Regions from separate parts of the Mus musculus genome. Here regions 2 and 3 are each linked to region 1. Evidence: chromatin contacts called from public promoter capture Hi-C data. All regions are on one chromosome and are shown on one strand. Each heading gives the region's core, a stretch centred on a gene start, on an enhancer-like site or on the middle of the called end of the contact. The rest is flanking DNA. Distances are from core to core; before and after follow the strand shown.

Region 1 (4,216 bases), core at 598-3,097:
CTTCTAGATGATCTCTTCTCTAACCTTCCGAGGAACCAAGAGGCACAGCAGAAAGCTTATCGTCTTTACCGAGCACGCCTCCAGGCTTCCCCGATCTCTGGTACGAGACACATCGTTTTGAATAATGCATAAGATCCACAAGAGGTGGGAGTTGGAGCGTGTCTGGGTAACTGCCTTCACCGGTGTTGACGTAAAACCAGCTCTGCTTCACAGGAAGTAACTAGCCAAACACTGAGCGGCTATGGCCGAGGAACACAGACTTGGGTTACAAGGAAGGGTGTGGAGCTCTCTGCTGTGGGCCTCAGATGCCATCTGAGGACATTCTCGGCCTTTGTGTTGGTAGAAGTTAGAGGTGTGAACATTCCGAGAAGAGTTATGTAACAGTTACAAGAATGTTCTGTCAATCACAGTGGCTGTTTCGAGGGCTAGTATTACCTCAGATAATTTTGGCTCTAGATTTGCAGCATTCCAACTCTCCGCAGTCTTTGAGGTTTCACCGATCACTCTGGCTTGTACAATGTTGAACACAGTGTGCCTTTCTTCTAGGATCTTAGGCTCACATTGGTTCCTCATGCTGAGGGGTGGTGGTTCAGAACCGGACCTAGTCATCAGGATGGTAGTAAGTACTGAATGGATCTGCGCTGAGAACAATACCTGGCTTAAAGGACACCCTGTGAGGGTTCACCGGGGACTCAGGACAGGTGTGCTAACACCAGGAATGGTAGCACCCTCATTTGTTCTCTTTTGGTGGCTTATTTTTCTAAATTCGTAAAAGCCCTCGTGGTGTGAAAGATGAATGATTTCTGAAATATTTGCTTGACTGGTTGAATAAATAAGCACTCCAAACCTGGTGCAGGTTTTACTGTTGTTCTTCCTTCCTTCCTTCCTTCCTTCCTTCCTTCCTTCCTTCCTTCCTTCCTTCCTTCTTTCCTCCCTCCCTCCCTCCCTCCCTCCCTCCCTCCCTCCCTCCCTCTCTCTCTCTTTCTCTTCCTTCCTTCTCTCTTTCTCTCTTTTTCTTTCCTTCTTCCTTCTTCTTTCTTCTTCCTTTCTTTCTTCCTATTATTTTTGTTTTGTTTTGTAGTTTGTCTGGCTATTTTGACAGCCTACTGGGAAGCTGAGGCCAGAATATTGGGAATTCTAGACCACAGTGTAAGGGCCCTCCTCCAACACCAGGCAGGGAGCCACTTGCTTGCAAAGAGTATTTAACACTAGCTGCATAAAAAACAAACAAACAAACAAACAAACAAACAAACAAACAAAACCAACAAACCACATATGCAGGGCCCACCCTTTCTTCCTGGCTCCCCCATGCCCAGCGCTGGACTGCCCTGCGGGATACTGTCCCTTTGGTGATTCAAGGGTCCCTGACCCATTCCAGGATCCTTCTACACTCCTACCCCTGGCCTTCTTGCCTTGGTTCTATCTCTCCACCCACTGGGTGGCGCCAGCGACCCTGAGTAGCGCCAGGAGCTAAGGGAGACTGTCTTTGGCACATTCCTAGCCTGTAGACTGTTTTACCGTCGTCCTCCCCGGCCCCAAGACTCCTAAATATTCTCTGAAGAGCCAGGCTGTTGTCTGTGCCCTAGCTGCAACAAAATCCTTTACGGATGGGCAGGAGAATCTGGGGGTGAAAGAAGCTAGTGCGCTGGGCAAACGTACCCTGTCCCCGGGTTGCAGGGTTGCAACAACCCGGATCGCTCTGCTTCTAGTCGTTGTCCCTTCCCTGAGTCCGTGTCTTCTGCTCTTTAGCTGCCACAGTCCTGCACAGTACTCCGCGCCCGCCGGCCCGCCAGCCCGCCCAGTGTGCCCGGGCCCGCCTCCGGGGCTTTATGACATCACAGCTCCTGTGAGAATAGTTGCCTTGGCGTCGCAAACGCAGTTCAGGACCAGAAGACTGGAGAATTGCCGACCGAGGCTTCGGAGCAAGCTGAGTGCACGCGGCTGGTTGGTGCGCGCGGGGCTGGGCCAGGGGGCTTGGGGGTGGGCTCCAGCGGGGTGGCTGTGGGGCTCTGGTCCGAGATCAAATACTCTATTGGGTCCCTTGCAAGGCTTTGCGTCCTTCGGTGCTCTTTTCCACTTTATCTATGACAGGCCCCATTTAAGCACTGGTCCATTCCCTTGCTGCTGCATTCTTGCCCCAGGGTGTGGTGTGCCAAGAGAAGCTGGGGTGTTAGGAGGCAGGATTCTCTGGTAGTGTTTTGGCTGAGGTAGAGATGCTCAGACTGCAAGCAATCCTGGGCTCCACCCTCGGCCCTGCTTCGTTGAGATTTGGAACACTAGTTGAGCTTCTGCAAACAGGAAAACTCACTTCATTTTGAAGGGAACCTAGCATAGCATAGCGTCGGGAGCTCTAACAGGTGGAACAGAGGGCTTGCTTCCGTGCAGATTGCATTCTGGAAGACATATGCAATAAAAGTCTTGTAAGAGGTAACCACTTGACCTTGTAAAGAAGAAAACGAAGGGTCATTACATGCATTGGTGCAGGAAGGTCTCTCAGAGTGACATCTGAGCCCAGTTTTAAAGGGAGAAGTCCCGCCCCTCACCCTTCCAACCTCACCTAGGTGAGAGGCTCCCCAGAGGCTCCAGGCAGACCAAAGCTGGTGTGTTCCGAGAACAGGAAGATATGGGCCAGCCTTGCCCAGGAGGGGAATAGTAGATTCCATTAAACCTGGATACAGGGAATAGGCAGTGTTAGTCCACATAGTGGAAATGCAAGTCACTCAGTTCAAAGTGGGCTGTGGGTTTGGGGGAACCATCCTCTCAAGTACTGTGTCACTCTCCAGGCGAGAATCTGCTTCAGCTAAGGCCAAGCTTTGCACACCGGTTGGTCCTCAGCCATGGCGTTCAAGGCACGGTCCTCTAGGTTCTCCGTGAAAATGGTTGAAGACAGTAAGTACTGAGCTGGGTGGGGGCTCCTGGAGGGCAAAAGGAACCCTGGGACAGTTTGGTGTAAACTCACTCAAATACTGACGTAGTTCTAAAGCAACACTGTGCATGCTTTTCCTGTGGCTATCGTGATGCAGAACCCCACCTAGGGCTTCATGGCTTAGCTGGTAGAAGCCTGTTGCACAGCTTTGACTGCCATGAGAAAAAGGAGCACAGGGCTGGTGCCTTCTGAGGTTTGTGGAGAGTCTGACCCAGGTGCCTCTGCCTTCTGTTGGGCACTTGGCATCCTGACTGCCCTTGGCCTTAAGGGCGCCACCCACTTCTGCCTTTGCTCTTCCATAGAGTTCCTCCAGTGTGTGTCTGTGCCCCAGTGTCGTCCTTCTTATCACTGTGAACTTGGGTGTATGCTAGAATGTTCTCAGCTTTCCTAAACACATCTGCAATGGCCTTTATTTACAAACAAGGCTGCATTTTGAGGTACTGTGGGGATACGGACTTCCGTGCATGAACTTGAAAGAACACATAGTAGACAGTAGCAGGTAGGGAGAGATGCCACTGTAAAAGCAAGCCTCTCTACTTCTTTTCTGCTGTGGCTGCTAGGCTGAGTCTAGAGGAGGAGAGCTGGCTGGTCCCCAGGTCAAGTGACATGGATGCTTGTCAGTGCTCACACTAGGAAACTGTGAGGTGGACAGTGTTATCATTCCTGCATTGTCTGCTCCCTTCAGCTTTCAAATCAGAGCCACCTCTTTTCTTTTTCTTTTTTCTTCTGCTTAAAAAAAATGTGTTTTTAGGGCAAGTCCTCCATAGTCCAAACCTATTGGAAAGCCTACCTCCAACATCTCCCCGGACACCACAGTGATGCTCAGAGCCATCTCCAAGCGAGCTCTGTTCACATCTGAGCAGAAACATGAGTCTACAGCTTGTCTTTTCCCCCACATAATAAAAAATGCCCTCCCACCCCTGCCTTTCCCGTGAACGGTGGTATATCCCTGTAACGCCAGCACTGGGGCAATGCAGCAAGAGGATGGTGGTGAGCTTGAGGCTAGCCTGGGCTACATAAGGAGACCCTACTGAGGATTGTGAGTCTGAGGCCAGCTTGGGCTACATAAAGAAACCCTGTTGCAAAAAAAAGCTTTATTTTAAAACAAAACTGGAGACATTTCATGCTTCCGAGCAGACTCAGAATCCCACGGCATGAACGGAATGTGCTTCATCACCAGCTGCTACCAATGGAGACTTTGTGTGATTTCACAAGATGAACTATTATACACACTTGCTCCCTAAAGGATATTTAGAGCCCCCACTCTCCCATAGTCTCTCTCCTTTTAAA
Region 2 (4,216 bases), core at 1,073-3,572, 1.7 Mb after region 1:
TGCCCACTTTGAAAACACACAACTTGGTGTAGCTGCACAGAAGCTAGGGCATTAAAGTCACTCCTTCTGCACTGTTAATAGGAATCCCTCTGGATTGCACCCACCTTGTTGAGAGAGCTACAACTGGGTAACCCCAGAGCCACGGTGGGAGCACAGTTCATACCCACCAGGACCCCTTGGGAGACAAGAGGCCCATGGAGCAGGTAAGCTTTCCCCAAAACAAGGAACAGGAAACAGTGACTAGTCACCAGGCCAAGGTTGCTACAGCTACTCTCTTCCCTGATTATCACAAACAAGCCGGGCTTTTCCTGCTTCACCCAAGAGGAACAGGGTGGTGGGGAGCAGCTGCGGGGCTGGGCACAGCCCCAGTCTGTCTCCAGCAGCAAGGCAGATCCTGGATAGGAAAGTCACTGAGCTGGCGAGAAACCAGAAGGAGACCCCAGGCCCCTCTCCTCCCAGCTAGCTGGGTGTCATCTCTGAAGCTCAGAACTAAGCAGGAGCACACAGCAGAGGTTAAAAAGACAGATACGCGCACATATAATTTTAGTTTTCTTATGCATTCGCTGGCTTTTTTTTTTTTTTAAATTGTTGGGTTTGCTTTTAAATAAATGCTTGCAACAGGGAATCAATTCTGGTACAAAAAAAAAAGTCATATGAATCTTTGAAAACTGCCAGACAGTGGACTCCTATCCTAGTTGTAGTGAAAAGAGAACTCTTGAGCCGTCATTTTAAAGAAAAGCATAAAGTATAGCTCACAACTTTGCTAACACCGCTGTGCCAGGGGTGTCAGTGACATGAGAGGCAGGTCACGGAAAGGGTGGCCCTCATGATGACGGAGGAGGAGGAGGAGCAGGTGCGATGAAGGAGGACGAAGAGGAGAGGACTTACTTGGGTGTGCCACTGGGCTTCCAGTATCTACAAAAGAGGTACTGTCCGTCTGCATTGACCAGGTGAGGCAGGTCCTGGTAGGGAACATTCTGTGGAGTTCGCCTGGGTGAACTTGCCTCAGGCATCCTGCAGGGGTCTTTAGGCCCTTGGAAGAAAGGTGGACATATTCTAAAGTCAGAAATACACTTATGTCCATATGGGAGGAAAGAAAGCCTTTTTTGAGTCAGGACTGTGGCTGTGGCTTCTTTTCTAGGCAATTAAACAAAAAACAAAAAACAAAAAACAAAACAAACAAACAAAAAAAACCCCACCAAACCCCAATTTGATATATATATTTTAAAATTACATACATCTCTTGCAAACCCCTTCAAGATTGAAAAGTCCTGTTTGTCCTTAAGAAAATGCTCACTTTATTTTTTTAAAGTGCCTCAGTATAGCCCCCCTCCCATCTGTGTTTATTTTAAATCATCTCAGGAAACTTCATCTTAAAGACTATTTTAGCTGTAATCAAGCGGAAATTACAGTCAGTTCCGTGGGTACAAAGCCCCAGCTGCAAGGACCCATCTCTCCTAAAATCTCCACTGTGCGGGTTTCAGGGGGCATAATAAGTAGGTGACGCGCCCCAAGCGATTTTTCCCTTCTGAATGCCAAAGATGCCATGACAAACCTGTTTCCATTAGTCTTGGCTTTTGCATTCCACTACCGCCACAGCCTCGAGTATCAGCGCCAGGCAAACGAGGGCTGTTCCCTCATCGCGGCCGCAGGGCAGCACCACGGGGTCCGCGCCCTCCCCGCCTGGGCTGCAGGGGTGCGAGTTGCTCCCTCCTGCTGCTCCAGCTCTAGCTCATGTCGCCACTTTTCCAGAACACACCCCTGAAGGGGTTCCGGGAGCGAGGGACAGCCGGTCCCCAGCCCGGAGCTGCTGCGAGACGCGCTCCGCGGCACCGCGCATTCGCGCAGATGCGGGTCCCCGAGCAAAGTCACCCCGATTCTCCGACAAACTTTGCCTCTTGCCCGCCCGCGACCGCTTAGGGAAGGAAACCTCGCGGCTGTCATCGGCACGCCACACAGGACGTGGACCTGGCCGTTGTTCCCACACCGGTCTGGGAAGATGCAGTTGACGGGCACAAGTCTGTTTGGGGGTTGGTGCGAGGGCGCGAGGGGCGCGTTCACGCGCACACGCTGACACGCGCGCACACTCGTGCGCACGCACACGCGCGCAGGGGACCCCTGGCGGCGGCTCCTATCCTGAGGCAGGGGCGGGAGGCAGTTACCCGGGCCACGAGCGCCGCTGTCACGTTCCCCGAGCACCACGCGGGTCCGGGTCTGCGGCGGGCTAGAGCCAGACTACTGCGCGCGGCCGGCTGCGCAGCGATAGGGCGCGGCGTCTGCGCCGCCACTTTATCCCCAGCCGCTCGGCGGCGGGGGCGGCCCGCTGGGTGGGGACGCGCGGGGAGGCGGCGCCGGGGCCCCACGTGTGCCCGGCCCCCGGGGAGGAGCGGGGCATCGCCCGCCGACCTGCCTCGCGCTTTTCCTGGCCGCGTGGGGGACCTTCACGGGGCACTGAACCGAATTATGGGGCCCTTCCAGCCCATGCGCACAGTCGAGAACACAGACCCTCACACTGGTCCCCGGAGCAGAAACACGCTCACTAGAACTGCATGCACATGTTTACAGTTGCACACGTGCGAGACCCACATTCAGATAGCACAGGTGTAGGCACACCCACAAGGACACATCCTCAGGACCCTTCCCCAGATACAAACTACACACAGAGGTACAAGTGAATGTCACAGTTACTACATGAATACAAACACACAGCATGGACGCACACGCCCTAGACACCATGCACACAGATAAAAACAACACACCACACACACAGTGAGTGTCAGCGCAGAAACCACAGCTCTCATCTTACAGGGGAAAAGATTATTCTGGAGCCATTTTGAATGACCATGAGCTGGAAACACAGATTTAAGTTACCCCTAATTCCATGTTCCTATGTGAAAGCAGTTTCGGGAAGTTTTTTGGGTTTTTTTGGTTTTTGTTTTGTTTTGTTTTGTTTTTAAAATAGTTTTACAGAACAGATAAAGCCGTATATCAAGGCAAGTTTAAAATACATTGGTGGGTACAACAGAGAGTCAGGTAACAGTGAAATGGGAAAGTGTTCCTATAGGCTCAAAATGCTATCTGATAGCATTGCTAACTTTTGGATTTGTAGAAGCTAACTATCGTGTTAAATCAATAGTTAAACAGTGTTCATCTATTGCCTCAAGAAGTTAGTTCTAACAAAGAGGGGCAAGAAAGAAATGGCTGTTCCTGAGGGCCCGAACTTAGCCCAAAATAAAGTAATTTGCCTCTGGACCTGGAACATTCCAACCTCTCCATAGTACTGAAACTTTAATCAGCCAGCTAATCTCAGCAGACACAGCTTCCCTTTAGTTTTCCGCCTCAGCAGCAGAAGTAGCTCCTTTCCCCATGTTTTTGTTCACAACAGAGAAAAACAACACACCATATACACCCAGAGAGCTAAAGATGCGTGACATTCACGCACAAGCGCTTAGAGCTCTGAGAAGGAAGCAGACATACTGCAAGCAAACACACACACACACACACACACACACACTGCATGAAACCATTTCCCCTAGGTGCCCCAGGATCCAGGTCCCACTAGCACAGCTGCCTATGTGGCTGTGGAGTCTGGAATCCAGCACTAAATTTACAGCCTGTCCACTGTGTCCTATGCCTGCCACCTGTGAGTGACAGCTGCAGAGGAAGGATGACCCCAACCCACACCCATCTCCTCAGGCTTTCCAGGGCTTTCTTCTTGGCCAACCACTTTGCAAAATAGCAGGGTTGAATAGTATCATTGTCAGGGCAGCACAGTGGTAGTGTCCACCTAAGGTGAGGCTGCAATCTAACTTGACTTGAATGGTAAAAGGGGTCTCTGAAAGACAGATTGGTTGCAGGCCATGCAGAAGGACCTAGCTCACCCTCTGCCTTAGGCAGGTCTCCAGGGCTTGGACACAGAAGGAGTGGCTAAATGACTTCTTGGAGTTGATTTTGTATTTCCTGGCAGGTCAGGATTAGGGTAAGCAAGCTCAGGCGAAGGACTGGGAGCCTGTTCTCAAAGCTGGACTGGGCCTTAACAGTATCCTTACTATTCACTTCAGCTGTGGTTTACTGAGAGCAAGGGTAGCAGGGTCCTGAAGCCACGGGTTTGAATGTTCCTAGCACTGGTGTTTTGTGACTTTCAATGGTTTGAGAGTTTTGAGAAGAACGGTCCCTTGAGCTGTCAACAGAGTCTCCCCTGAATCTAGAGTTGCTC
Region 3 (4,216 bases), core at 803-3,302, 1.1 Mb after region 1:
TTGCTCCTGGGACTACTCCTCTCCTTTCCAGTTCCTGCAGGGAAGTGACCCCCAAGGGGGAAACGCAGAGGGAGGAGCCCTGGCAGCAGCAGTCACAGCAGCTGTGCTGACTCACTTCCTTTCTCTGCAATGTGGTCAAGCCAAAGCTGCAGGCCCAGGTTCAATTCCAGCTCTTCTATGGTCACAGGCTTTCTTCTTCTGCTGCTTCTCGGGACTCAATAAGACCACATAAAAAAGAGCTGAGACATCAGTGGAGGCACAGTGCAGCTGAGAGGGATCAGTGGAACTACTAACTGATCCAAAGCAATAGCCCCTAGCTGGATTTCCTCCAGAAAAAGGTTTTCGGAGGTCACCTATCCCCTCCTGTGGGATGGTAGCCGTGTTTGTGTAGATTCTTTGGCGTTCTTCATGTATTCTGGATACCTATCCGCTGTGTGTGGGTCACAAAACAGGAAGAGCCTTGAGCACCTGCCTAGCTGTACTTCAGAAGACAGGTTGGCAAAGGCAGGTGTGAGCAGAGGCAGTCAGCCTCTGAAGCTAAGGAGCAGAGGCAACTCAGGGAACAGCTGGACAGGCACAACCCCAGTCTGCCTGTAACCTCCCCAAAGCGTTGCAAGTGGATTACCAAATCTGTGAGGCAGGTAAGGCTGTGGACTGGAAAGCAGAGCCAACTATTGGAAGCAGACAGGTGTGCAACTAGGAAGCCCACAGTTTGAACTGCACCTCTGGGCCAGACTCCAGGCTCTGCCACCAACCAGCGAGGGAGCTTGGGCAGGTCACAGGGCCTGCGCAGTCTGTCTACCCGGTTTGTACAGCACAGCAGAGATTTGTACATTCAGTATGTAGTGCCTGTGGAGTCCGACGGTAAGTGTAACTGTGGAAGAAGGGTCTCACCGCCATTCAGAAGCAAAAAGAACCAGCACCAACTTTCAGCCTGGCAAAATCAAACCATTACCTTTCCCACTGTTGCTGACACTTCTCCATCACGTGGAGGGGTGGGGTTTCACTTGGGGGAAAACCAAGTTTGCATCGTCTGTTGAAGCTAAAGACCAAGGTCTAGAGCAGGGGGCTCCAGTCCAGTAGCAGAAGAGAGGGTTAACTATCCAGAATAGCCTGTGCCACACAGTGAGAGCAAAGACTGACCACAGGACCCTGCATTCCTATCAGAGAGGAAGGCGGGACACCATTTCTATAGCATCCTCAAACAAGCTACACAAAAGAATATGTCATTCAGGGAGACAAAATGTAAACGGTCACACCCAAAGAAAAACCAGGCAAGGATGAGCACAGGGAAAGAGGGTGATGACTGCTTGGGAGACGAGTACGGACAATGGTCCTTACCGAATGAGCTGCACTGGGTCCCCCAGGCTGTGCCCAGTCAGCCTTCGCCCCTCCCACGACCACCTTTTCTGACTGCTCTGTTCTGTTCTGCGCACAGCTGCCTGCTTTGGTCTGGATGCCTTGCACTGGGTGACCTTATTGAGAAAGGTTCTCTACCCGACCGAGACCTGGCGCAATCCAGCTCTGCAGGCCAGCCCCGCGCCCGCGATCGACCCGGCGAGGTCTCTATCCTGCTGGGGTAGTTCTAACACGCCCCGCTGCAGGACCGCGTACCGGACAGGACAGTCGTCCTCTGAGCTTAGGCATCCCGGCACGCGCCACCTCCTGGGGCCTGCGGGGTGCAGTGCCGGTCCCACCTAAGCGATCGTTGCGCAGGCAGAGATGAGCAATAGGACCAGGGCAAGTGCTTCCTCCGGACTCAGTTTACCCTTCCGTGCACGAAAGCTGTACTTCCAGCCTGTGCTCCTTAAAGAGTGCATCGACTCCTGGGACCACCCGGACCACCTCACCCACCCCCACCCCAGTCCAGAGTTTTAAGGCTGAGGTGGCCATCGCCCTTTGAAGGCAAGCGGTGGGGCCCGCCGCGCGCGCTCTCGCCGCGGGGCCGAGCGCCCCCTGCAGGCCATCGCGGGTCCCGCCCCGCCCCCGCCCCCGCCCCCGGCCCCGCCCCCCGGCTTCGGCCGGCGCATGCGCGCGGCACGGCGCTCCGCGGGGCGGCGAGAGCGAGGCCGGTCCGCAGCCGCGCGGAGCTCAGCGCCCCATTCATGCTGGGCAGCGGCGACGCAGCCACGCAGCGGAGCGGAGCCCGGGCGCGGCGGCCTCGGCCTGGGCGGCCTGCGCGGCGTGGGCGGCCCCGCAGAGGGGCGAGCGGCGGGGCGCAACGATGGCCAGCGGCGGGACGCGCCCGGGGTTGGCGGGTGAGTCGGGGCGCAACTTTCCCCGCGGGCGGCGGGAGGCTCGTCGCGGCCCGGGGTCCCGAGTGGCCGGGGGGCGCTGGCGGCGGCCAGGGGGGTGTGCGCGGGGACTGCGGCGCGCGTGTCCGCGGCTGGCGTGTCCTGCGGTTCCGGCCGGGCGCCCGCGTGTGTCCGGGCGCGGTCTCCGCTATGGGCTGCCGCGTCCCGGCGGGTCGCAGCACGTCCGGGGCCCTACGATCCGGGGGGGCGCAATGTCTGTGGCCGCAGTCGCGGTCCCTTCCTCCAGGCAGGAGAGAAAGTTTGCAGTGGCCCCGCGGGAAGGGCCCTGCGGGTGCCCATGTCGGCCCGTGTTGCGCCGGGTCGGACCGGGCCGCGGGTGGGGACGTGGGCCGCAGGCGAGCGCCGCGCTGGGCAGGCCCGGGCAGGGCCGCGGGATTCGGGGCAGGTCCCTGGCTGCGCCTCGGGCCGGCCTGAGGCAGTGGGGTGGAAGTTGCAAGGCTTCGTGGGGACCCCCGCCCCCTCCGGCTCCGGCGCGCGAGTGGGCGCCGCAGCCAGCCCAGGCCCGCAGGCCCTCCACCCGGCTGCAAGGGGCGGTGCGGTGCCACCGGAGAGGACGCCGGCTCGGGCCTCCTCGGCCTCCCCCTGCGCAGGGCCTCCACGGGTCATTCCTTCCCCGGAGGATTCCCCTCTTGCTTCCTGGACGGTCCCAGGCCTGGTGTACGGCGAGGACGGCGGCGGTGATGGGCTGACTCTGGCTGCTGTAGGGAAGGGCGAGTGTAGATTCCTGGGAGGCCCCCTCTGCCTGCAGAGATCCCAGGTGCTGCCCTGGAAGGATACAAGAGGGCTTCAGAGAGGCTACTAGGTGGCCGGAGCCCTCTCAGTCTCATCGGTGGGGTGCTGGGGCCACGCCCCTTGAAAGAAAGGGGTGTGTTGGGGGGGGATGGGAACGAACTGAGCCTCTGCCCCTCTGCCAGGCTCCTACCTCTGGCTCTGGCTCCTGGTGCTACCTACCTCTTCCAGCAGGTGCTGCGGGTCTTCAGTCCCATCAGGGTGGTGCTATCCTGTGCTTCTCCAGCCCTCCTAGAGCACCCCCAGTTTTCCAGCTCCATTGCTTGTTGGGGGTGAGCAGGAGGAGGTAGTGCTGCATTAGGCTGGCCAAGAGTCTGCTGGGTCGGGGAAGCACTCAGCCAGTGCCCTAGGCAGAGGTGCAAAACAGGGACTCTGCTTCAGGGCTAGGCTGTCAGGCAGAGGGGAGGTGGCAGCTTGGAGCCCACCGAAGGTGTCTAAAGGCACAGAGGACAGCATGGGTGGAGGCTTGGGGTGTGTGGTCAGTGTTGGCTGAGGAATGTGTTCTTGGGTTTGGAACCAGACAAGATGTGGTGGACAAAGCCACATCTCTTGGAGCACCTGGACCGGGAGTGTGGGACCCCAGGGGAGACTAGAAGCTTGCACCCTTTCTGGAGAGCACGACTCCAGGGCCTCCATGTAGAGAGTAGACCGTTGGAGACCAACTCCTATGACCTCCCACAGGGTGGGGCAGGGTGACAAGGCAGGGAGATCCTTCTCTTGCCGCTGATGGGGAACCACTAGGTGAGATGTCAGTAAGACCGGCCTGTCCACAACCATAAGGCTCCAGAGCAGCAGGGCACAGGGAGCAAGCTGTCCTCCTGTGAGGGTTTTGAGGGCTTTGTTTCTGAGCAAGAACCATAGTGTTACTCAGAGTTGGGAGAGAGCAGAGTACCAGCTCTCTGCAGTCCACTGGAGGCCTGCTCCAGCGTGGCCCCTGGCAGAGTCCCCGCCGCATCTGCAAGCCCAGCTTCTCTCTCCTGGTCCCTGCTGCACACACCCAGCACCACCATGGCCCTCCTGTTTGACTTCTCACTTGTCCGTCCGGATCAGGGAGCTATGGCCGTTTGTAGTGCTCCCATCTGCGTGTCCAGCAGGTCCATGCCGACCCCCAC

Evidence for each region. Promoter capture Hi-C pulls out the DNA fragments that hold promoters and counts their contacts.
Region 2: a promoter capture Hi-C map of liver shows a contact between it and region 1, with 4 times the contacts expected there. The contact joins the promoter of Mgll here to the promoter of Cfap100 in region 1. A contact is called at or near these places in 2 of 39 promoter capture datasets (both in liver).
Region 3: a contact with region 1 is called in a promoter capture Hi-C map of liver, with 3 times the contacts expected there. The contact joins the promoter of Plxna1 here to the promoter of Cfap100 in region 1. A contact is called at or near these places in 2 of 39 promoter capture datasets (hippocampal neurons and liver) and 1 of 115 datasets of contacts at active chromatin or transcription factors (astrocytes).

Annotation. Positions count from the first base shown.
Region 1 is chr6:90,426,111-90,430,326 of GRCm38.p6, reverse strand. It overlaps Cfap100 (cilia and flagella associated protein 100), which reads left to right and starts at 1,847. Exons shown (of 17, transcript NM_173775.3): 1 at 1,847-1,948; 2 at 2,784-2,889. The coding sequence starts at 2,838.
Region 2 is chr6:88,722,518-88,726,733 of GRCm38.p6, reverse strand. It overlaps Mgll (monoglyceride lipase), which reads right to left and starts at 2,322. Exons shown (of 8, transcript NM_011844.4): 1 at 2,163-2,322; 2 at 889-1,033. The coding sequence starts at 1,013. Gm26588 (a long non-coding RNA gene) reads left to right here. Exons shown (of 5, transcript XR_377840.3): 2 at 1-203.
Region 3 is chr6:89,360,449-89,364,664 of GRCm38.p6, reverse strand. It overlaps Plxna1 (plexin A1), which reads left to right and starts at 2,052. Exons shown (of 32, transcript NM_008881.2): 1 at 2,052-2,258. It overlaps Gm40415, which reads right to left and starts at 3,310. Exons shown (of 2, transcript XM_017321867.2): 1 at 3,267-3,310; 2 at 2,074-3,080. The coding sequence starts at 2,921. The coding sequence ends at 2,487.